Linked DNA regions of Mus musculus: region 2 is linked to region 1. A link is a contact called in public HiChIP or PLAC-seq data. All regions are on one chromosome and are shown on one strand. The core of a region is the stretch at or near the end of the contact, and the rest is flanking DNA. Distances in the headings are between cores, read along the strand shown. Region 1 overlaps Col15a1 (collagen, type XV, alpha 1). Region 2 has its middle 16 kb from the start of Tex10.

What was found. HiChIP or PLAC-seq counts read pairs in DNA pulled down with a chosen protein or histone mark.
Region 2: a FOXA1 HiChIP or PLAC-seq map of pancreatic cancer cells shows a contact between it and region 1. The contact joins two enhancer-like sites.

The regions. Positions count from the first base shown.
Region 1 is chr4:47,291,486-47,296,378 of GRCm38.p6, forward strand. It overlaps Col15a1 (collagen, type XV, alpha 1), which reads left to right. Exons shown (of 40, transcript NM_009928.3): 25 at 835-888; 26 at 985-1,044; 27 at 1,695-1,763; 28 at 1,881-1,922; 29 at 4,593-4,638. It overlaps Gm52732 (a long non-coding RNA gene), which reads right to left. Exons shown (of 3, transcript XR_003955396.1): 3 at 2,271-4,893. Among named protein-coding and RNA genes, the nearest start is that of Gm52732, 9.2 kb to the right of the region's middle. Within about 2 kb of position 2,861, at least 146 of the 459 cell types and tissues checked have an H3K27ac peak or open chromatin away from gene starts, as enhancers often do. A contact at or near this core is called in pancreatic cancer cells, where this site is marked.
Region 2 is chr4:48,486,790-48,491,682 of GRCm38.p6, forward strand. No RefSeq gene overlaps it. Among named protein-coding and RNA genes, the nearest start is that of Tex10, 16 kb to the left of the region's middle. Within about 2 kb of position 2,337, at least 18 of the 459 cell types and tissues checked have an H3K27ac peak or open chromatin away from gene starts, as enhancers often do. A contact at or near this core is called in pancreatic cancer cells, where this site is marked.

The sequences.
Region 1 (4,893 bases), core at 1,611-4,110:
CAGGACACTCCATGTACATGCGCACGTGGGGAATGTTCCAGAGAACCACCTACCAAGTGGCCCACCCATGCCCTGAAAACTCCCTCTACTTTTGCTTTTCACTTCCCTGAGAGTAATATATATCAGAGATTTTTTTCATGCTGACCCTCTCTTAATGCATCTTTTAGGGCATGCTATCTATAGTAATGGCGGTGGGCAGAGGGGCACATGATTATAGCTGCTATTCCTCAGGCTCCAGTAGACAAGGTGATTCCTGCCAGGAGCTTGGATCAGGGCAGTGACTTAAGAAGTGTGTGGACCCAGAAAACCATCACTGGAGAAGGGTCTGTGGGTCAGGGACTCTACAGGAGGACCGAGGCATTGTTCTGAGGCTGGGCTTCAAGATGGGTGGGGGTGGGGCAGACTACCATCCTCCAGCCTGTTCTTGGGCACACTGGCACAGGGAGGAGCAGAGCTGATTCAGAATAGAGGACATGGGGACCCTGGAATGAATGACCAATGCAAAGCTCCATGTTCTGTGCCAGCCTAGCATGTGAGCACCTGGGCACGTGAGGCACGAAGCTGCTGGCTTCTTGCTCTTTCTTCCGTTCTGACTGAGGTGGTCCTGGCTGTGTAGCCTTTAGAAAAGTTGGGAGATCTGAAAATCTGAGCAAATGCTTCTAGGTGAGGAGAGGCAGGAGACCAGGAACCGGGCAGGCGGGTACTCCAGGGCCATTGCCAATGTCCCTTCATCCTGTCCCTGCTGCTCTCCCTACAAGAGCAGTCCCAGCACTCCCCTATCTCTGGACTCTGAGTTTCGGGCATTTGCTAGCCTGGTGCTTGTTTTGCTTCTAGGGACCCAAAGGACCACCAGGACACAAAGGAGAGTTTGGCCTCCCAGGACGACCTGTAGGTATCAGTGTTCCCCAGACTAAAAGATGGGGCATGTGGTGGCAAAGCTGACCCACAGCAAGAGCTCACTAAGGCATCTTGTGTGTATCTCAGGGTCGCCCAGGACTGAATGGCCTCAAGGGTGCCAAAGGAGATCGAGGGGTCACGCTGCCTGTGAGTACCATGGCTACTTCTGCACCTCATGCCCTGGGGCTGCAGTGCAGACGAGATCCTGTTAGAGTGTCCAGTACCTCGAAGTTCAATGAGTGGGGCCTGCAGAATGTGTGCTCAGGGAAGCTTTCTTTCTTCCTCCATTGCTTCCAGAGGTGCACACACTCAGCCCCGCTCCCCCCCATCTCACTCTCAGGAGGGTCCTGTGTCCCACCTAGACCATTCCCATGCTGAAGAGTGTCAGTCTCCCCAATGCAGACACCAGACAGAAAGGAGAAGGAAAGAAAAGGGGTTCTATGCATCCTGTGTCCCCCCTCCTTGCTCCCACACACGGCCCAGGAATGCAGATCTTAACGGAGCATTGCTCCGGGAACCAGAATCTGGGTTCCAATTTCAGTTCTCTGTGAGCTGCTGTGTGGCTCTGAGCAGGTTGTATCCCTTCTCTGGGCCTCATTATTTGTGGGTGTCAGCCAGGACGGCATAGCTGTCCAGCTGTCTCCCGCATGCTTTACCAACCCTTTTCAGTATGCCCCAGATGAGGGAGTGCTCTGGAAGCTACTCCCTCCCAGCTTCCAGCTCAGAGTGTGTAGCAAATGCTGTAGCTGCCTCCCACATCCTTAAACACAGCAGCGGCTTTTCTTTTCTTCCTTCAGGGTCCACCTGGCCTACCTGGACCCCCAGGGCCCCCAGGGCCCCCTGGAGCTGTGGTTAACATCAAAGGCGTAAGTTAGGATGGGGTTGGGAGAAGCTTTCCTGGGGACCCTGCAGTGAGCACCAGATTGGCCTCAGCTGGTGCTAGGTTTCCTGATGCCTTCACCCCTCATATTCTCTTTCCACAGGCTGTTTTTCCAATACCTGCCCGGCCACACTGCAAAACACCAGTAAGTAACTCTCATGTCTTCATGCAGCAGGCTAAGTACCAGTGCCTGTTTTAGGAAACGGATCCATCTTGCCTTGGGCACTTTTCCATTCCTGTATGTCTACTCTCTGATATCATCTATCTACATATAGGCCCTTAAAGATCTAGAAGTTTCTAGATAATAGACCCTGGTAATGAAATACCACACACTGGCTTATTTTAACAGTGAGTCGTCTATTAGTAAAACAAACATTTGGCCTCAGGGGCGGAAGAAGCATAAAATTGCAAAATAGACTCCTTCTTAACTAAAAGAAGTGACCGGAACTCGTGGCCTCTGAGCTGGGAACTGGGGGTTAAAATTTGTAACTACTCAGTTCCATCCTCCTCAAAGATTGAGTTACCCAAGAGGCAAGCGTTATCTCTCCCAGTTATCATGGGAAGACAGCTACCCACAGAAGCTCTTTGGTTAGCCCAAGGTCACGGAGCATGGGGCAGCTGGGACCACAGCTCAGATCTCCTGGTGACCAGGAAGCAGGTGCAGGCACTGTGATCCTTGCCCAGCCTCCCCCTCCCCCAGGCAGTTGGCAGTACCGTCTGTAGGATTTTGCCAGTATCATAGGGAGACATTTATTTCTGTGAGGAAACACGGGGACAAGGCATGAGTCATGGATCTGTGCGCAATCATTCTCTCATTCTTTCAGTAAATATTTACTGAGCTCTCCCCAGTGCCAAGGACTCTTGCTAGGCCCCGGGGGGAACACAGGAATGACCTAGACAGACGTGGTCTCTGCTTTCTGGAGTTTGCAGATGATCATTTCAAAATATTCTTTGAAGTGGGCTTATACTGATTCCCGTGGGAATGGGAATGCTGCTGGTCGCTGATGCCTCTAACTGATGCAGGCCGGCTGGCTGTGTATTGGCCTAGGCCTATGTCCAAATCTGACCTTTGAGGCGTCCATGTGGGCAGCCCACGGTCCAAGCATGCTAGCCTGGAAGGCAGAGCGCGGGATCCCCCAGGGGACAGGGCTGAAGCTCCAAGTGAGCCCAACAGCAGCACCAAGGGCGTGTTTATCCAGATAACTGTAGCGAGGCATCTGCTGCAAGTGCAGCTTCTGGAGATACCCCAAGAAAACACTGCATCTCCTCATACAAGGGCAGAGGCTGCCTAGGTCCCACTGTTTCCCAGAGCTCAAGGTCCCTCCTCTCAACACAGAGCCCCACCTCCTTACTACCTCCCACAAACAATCCCAACACACCAAGTATGAGACAGAAGACCACAAACTTTAGACTGTTGTGGGAATGATACTGCAGTTGTACAACCTGTAGTGGAACCCTGTGTGGTATCTACACTCGGGGGATGGTGGGGCAGTTATGGAGTGACTTAAACTCAATGCCAGGCTCAACGTGTTTTGTCTTGTTTTAATTTCCTGTGGCATACTGGGACACCGTAGCGTTTGGAGGCATGGGTGTTTCCTACGAGGCCCTCAAAGTAGACATTATCAAACAGAAACACACCCAGCACTTCGCAAGCATCTTCCAGTTTCATCAGTTTAACATCATGACAGTTTATATACTCCTACCACCTTGCTTAACCACTTGTAAAGGTCGTCCTTAGATTTTCTTTCTGGAAGGTTCCTTCCTCTTCCCAATATCTTTTCATGATGACCCCTAAGCAGCTTGCAATCCCCACTTACAAGCACAGAAAGATCCCAGATCTAGGTGGAGCATCTTCTGGGGAAAGATGGAGGCAGAGTGAGATGGTTACCTTTAATTGTCAACATAGAACAAATCAAATTGGCCGAGAAAAGAGTCTCAATAAGGAGTTGTCTAGATCAGGTTGGCCTGGAATTATCTAGATTACCTAAGCCAAGACAGGAAAACCTGCCCACTATACTAGACACCATACCCTAGGCAAGAGATTCTAAGCTGCCTAAGAGTGGAGAAAGTGAGCTGACATTCACGTGCATACATTAATTCATTGCTCTCTGCTCTTGACTGTGGATTTAATGTGACTAACTGCTTCCATGCAGTGCTGCCTTGACTTCACAGCAGTGATGGACTGTAACCTGGAGTTGTAAACCAAATAAACCCTTTCTCCCACAAGTTGCTTTCGCTAGGGTTTCCAATCACAGTAACAAGGAATGAAGCTAAGACAGTTGAACAGTGTTATCCAGAACTGCTTGGATTCCAGACCCCTGTCACCTAATGAAGAGTCCATAAAAGCCCCTCCAATCTAATGACAACCCTGCTATTTGTCACTGCCACTGCTGCCTGACCTGTGCCTTATGCCTGTCTCTGATTACACTCAGTAGCAAAGCAGACGATTGGCCCAGCTTCAGAACTTGCTCAGAGCTGGCTTGGACACTTGGCCTCACATGTGAGCCAATCCTAATTGATAAGAAAGGAGGCCAAGACACTCAGCATTGGCTGCACTCACGAATGCAGTCTGGAAGCCTTGTGTTTCCCTTCTGCTTAGATTTTTGGCCAGAAATCTCAATGCTGTGTGCTCGAGGCCAGCTACATCATGGGTTTCCCAAATGAAGGCCTGAGAAGTCTGTGTTGAGGGTACTGAGGAGTATTCCAAAGCCAAATAGAAGCCTGGCCAGTGTCATTTCATCCTCTGCGATTTGTCCCCAGGACAAATGCTGGGGCAGGGCTTCCCATGTCTGACTGGGCCTTTCTCTCTCCCCAGGTTGGTACCGCTCACCCTGGCGACCCAGAGCTTGTCACTTTCCACGGTACACACTCTTTTCTTCATGGTTTCTCAGGGACATTCCTGACCTAGTGCTGGCCATGGATGAGGTGGTCAGGAGGGGCTAACGGGGCATGGGGGAGGGGTGGCAGCTGAGCTGTGGGACATACCTCTGTCTGCTTTCCTCATGGACCTGGTGCATCCCGGGTAGCGGGAAGCGCTCCCTCTGTTCATTCCTTTGCTGATCTGTTCAGAAGACAGTCATGGACGCCTGCTTGGTGCTGTCCCTTGATGTTCCTGC
Region 2 (4,893 bases), core at 1,087-3,586, 1.2 Mb after region 1:
TACCCATATAAGGGCTCACAACTGTCTGAAACTCCTGTTACAGGGGATCTGATGTGGTCTTCTGACCTCCACCAGGCACTGTATGCATGTGGTACACATTCACTTACATGCAGAACATTCGTACACATAAAAAACAAATAAGTCTTTATAGATCACATTTAATAAGAGAAAGAAATAGAACAAAAAGAAAAAGAAAAGGAAATTGGCATTTGGCCAAGTGCTTACTCTGTGCTAAGTGGGCACTATGTGAGAGTCTAATTTCAATGACTGTTTCCTATATAATTCTTAACCTTCCCCATCCCTTATAATGCTTGTTTTCTTGGGAACATTTATCTATTCATTGTCTGAGGATTACAGATGACATTTACTGAACAATCTTGCAGTTTGTTAGTAGCTGTACTAACTGTACAGTTCTTGTAAGGAACTCCAGCAGTTCACGAGTCTATATAGAATTCCCCATCAGAAAAATGATACATTTCTGAGATGTAGTTTGGCTCAGGCAAGGCTTAGCCTGACTTCAAACTCACAGTCTCCTGCCTTGGCCTGCTACATGTCGGAATTATTGTCTTCTACCATACCCAGCTCGCTGTATTCCCTTTTAAATAAATTAAGGATCATGTGAAAATAGATGAAGCCCCACAACTGTCTCTAACTCCTGTTCCAGAGTAATGGATGCCCTCTTCTGGCCTCTACAGGCACCATATTCATCTGGCAGAAATATTTCAAACAGACACCGTGGACCTATACTTTAGCCGTGCTTGTTTTCTGAATCCTCCCTAGCAAAGTAACTTAGTAATTTTTTCAAAAATCATATGTAAGGGATATATCCACTGTGTTTAAGGATATCAAATACAGTGTTCTGATATCCATATATGCAGTGGTTTGAGTATGCTTGGCCTAGGAAGTGGCACTATTAGGAGGAGGTGTGGCATTGTTGGAGGAAGTGTGCCACTTTGGGGGTGGGCTTTGAAAGACCTCCCTCCTAGCTGCCTGGAAGCCAGGCTTCTCCTGTTTGCATTCAGAACAAGATGTAGAACTCTCAGCTCCACCAGCACCATGCCTGCCTGGATGCTGTCATGCTCCCACCTTGATGATAATGGACTGAAACTCTGAACCTGTAAGCCAGCCCCAATTAAATGTCCTTTATAAGAGTTGCCTTGGTCACAGTGTCTCTACACAGCAATGGAAACCCTAAGACAATATACATGATGAAATAAATAACATGGTCAAGAACACCAACACAGCATTACCCACAATTGCGTGTTTGTGTGTAGTTCTGTTAACTTGTACTTGAAAATTCTTTCATCACGGGGTTCTTGTAGAAAGTGTTAATGAGTAAGATGGTTGCCTTTCTTTGAAATTTATGTGTCACTTTGGGGTGTACTAATGTACATGCAGCCTCTTTTCTTATAATTAAATATTTACCATGGTGCTTTTTAAAATCTAGCTTGATAAAAACACCATTGCTAAGTGTAAACTATTCATGACAATAATTTTACAGTACCTCTCTCTTTAGGCTGTTAATTGCTACATTAGCACTTCTAAGATTCCAAAGGCCTGGGTTCCCTCTGGTTTCTCTTGGGAAACACACAATAGACTTTTTTTCACTTAGAATCTCTATTAACCCAATCACTTTATAGTGGTTTTATATTATTTAAAGTTTCTTGCATTTTGAATAAACATGCACAAGATGGGCAGACTGCATCTATCTTTAATGTATATTCCTTTGATCTTCACAAAGCAGCTATATGTACTATATTTACAACACATTACATTTATTCATGCATATCAAATATTTATTTTTATTATTCCAATGGCTATCATAATTAGTGAATTAAAACAACTATGAAAGTGATTTCCAAATATGAAAAAAGAATATTCATCAATAAATACTTTTTTCTAATTAATTTTTTTTAAGTTTTAAATTACAGCATGTATGTGTGTGTGTGTGTGTGTGTGTGTGTGTGTTCGTGTGTGTGTGTTCGTGTGCGCATTTGAGATAGGGTCTCCTGTATCCCAGGTTAGGCTTGAATTCACTATGTAGCCAGGGATGACTTTAAACTTCTTATCCTCTTACCTGTACTTATAAAGTACTTGGATTACAGGCATGGTCCATGATGTCTGTTTATATGATCCTGAAGACTGAACCCAAGGCTTCATGCATGCTAGGCAAGCACTCTACCAACTGAACTACATGCATCCCTGGCTCGTCTTCTCACTAATATGTCTAAGAGACTCAAATCTAATTTTGTCTCTCAGTCTGCCTTGCTCCTTGGCTGCTTCCTCTAAGGTGATAAACATTCAGCAGAAGAATTTTAGCCCCAGCCAGACTGATGAGTCACAGGTAATAAGGTTAAACCCCAGCCTTATTAAATAGTTGATTCACTTAGAAGTTCAAGTGTCTTCATTTCATTGCCTAGAAACTATAATTCTAGAGTATAAAAGACGTTACTCAATTATGAGGAATAAACATTATAATTTAGATCAAAAATGATCCCCAATAGCTCAGGTATTGAAGACATGATCCTAATATAGTGATGTTCAGAGGTTGGAATGTGGGAGGTGAGGTGGAATGAAGGGTCTCTTCAGTGGGTTAACCCACTGATGGATCTATAGCTTAATGGCTATTAGGTGGGAGTAGACAGTCTAGGAGATGAGGTCTACTCATAGAGAGTGAGTCATTGGGAATGTGCCCCTGAAGGATGTGTTTTGTTCCAGGCTCTTCCTCTTTTACTCTTTCTGCTTCCAGATGCTGTGAGGTACTCTGTCCTCTGTTCAGAACCTGACTCACCCAAGAGAAATGAGCCTAGTCACCATGGACTGATGCTCTGTGACCTTGAACCGAAATAAGGCCTTCCTCCTTTAAACTGATTTTCTCAGATATTCTGTCATGGTAGTAGAAAGCTAACACAACCTGTTCTGGGATCAAGCTAAGCATGCTTTATAATAAGAAAATGAAAATCACACTGCTATAGTTATTGTCTGTTATCAACCTATGGGAAGAGAAACACTCAACTGAGGAATTGCTGCCAGTGAGTTAGCAGGGTTTCTCTATATAGCCCTGGCTGCCCTGGAACTCACTTTGTAGACCAGGCTGGCCTCGAACTCAGAAATCCACCTGCCTCTGCCTGCCGAGTGCTGGGATTAAAGGTGTATGCCACCACGCCCAGCATTTTCTTAATTGCTAATAGAAGTAGGAGAGCCCAGCCCACTGTGCTTGGTGCCATTCCTGGCCAGGTCGTCCTGGCTTGAATAAGAAGTGGAGTTGAGCAAACCAGAAGGAGCAAGCTAATAAGCAGCATTCCTCCATGGACTCTGCTTCAGTTCCTGCTTCTAGCTTACTACCTGAGTTCATACCCTGACTTCCTTTGATGATGGACTCTAACCTGTAAGATGTACTACACCCTTTTCTCCCCAAGTGCCTTTTGTCTAGTGTTTTATCACAGTGACAGAGAACAAACTAGGACACACACTGATGAAGATTACTGCTTTGAGATCCTTAAATGAAAATCATGAAAGCTCACCAGCCACCATCACCAAGAACTTAATTTGTTCTAGGCACTCATCTTGGCTACTTTTCTATTACTGTAACAAAGCACCATGACCTAGGCAACTTATAAAAGAAAGCATTTATTTTGGAGGCTCATGATTTCACAGAGCTTACTGCATGACCATTGTGGCGGCAGGCAGGCAGACATAGTGTTGGAGCAGTAGCTGAGAGCTTACAGCTAATCTACTAGTAGAGGCACAGAAATACACACACACACACACACACACACACACACACACACAGAGAGAGAGAGAGAGAGAGAGAGAGAGAGAGAGAGAGAGAGAAAGAGAGACTAGAAGGGAGACAGAGACAGAGGTCACGAACTAGGAGTGGCATGGTGTTTTGAAACCTCAAAGCTCACTCCCAGGGAAACCTTCGTCAGCAAGGTCCTATCTCCTAATCCTCCTGAAACAGTTCTATCAACTGAGGACCAGTCATTCGAATCTATGAGCCTATGGGAGCCATTCTCATTCAAACTATCACAGCACTATGAAAGTGCTTTATAAAATCAACAGTTTGTTGTTTTGTTGAGACAAGATCTTCCTATGTAGTCCAGGCTGGTCACTAACTCACAAACCTTCTGCCTCAGCCTTCCAGGTCCTGGGATTATAGGTTGGCATCATCATACCCAGCTCAAGATACTTAATTCTTATTAAGATTGTGGAAGATAGTCTTATTATAACTCTATGGTGCAAATGAATTATCCTTAATACAAATATAAAAAGTGAATTAATCAGGTGGCTATATTTCTTTACCTTAGGCTACTACCCAAAAAACAGAGGAAAAAGAAAAGATTTATTGAAAAATGCACCTCAGTAGTTGAGCACTTATTAATCTATTTTTGCCTCTTATGACAATCAGGCTACCTCCCAGCCCCAGCCCATAATACTTCCATATTATTATTGATCTGGATCTTCAGACCCCTTTTCCATGGCTCCTATTTCCCCATTCTGCTGGCTGATCTGATGTTGTGTCCAGCCAGCGGCTCACATGTCCGGGTTCTAGTCTGGAAAGACATCTTGGAAACCTGGAAGAGAAGGGGGGAGGGGCGCTAGGCGGTGCGAGAGAAATATGTAGCTAATATCAGTCATTCTGATCAAAGCTCAATTTTACTAATTCGACATTCAGTTAAGAAGGAGGGGAAGGGGCCCCGATTCCCGCCAAATAATCCTGGAGTCCAGTAGCAGGGTGACCACGTGTATGGCTCCGGAAGAGCAAAGCGGCAGGCACCAGCAGTGGGCATGGCAGAATGATTGAGCGGCAAGCTCCACCCCGATGTAAACAATGAAACCTGAGCAAGCAGATTTCAGGCAGAGGAGGGGAGGCTACAATCTGAATCTCCT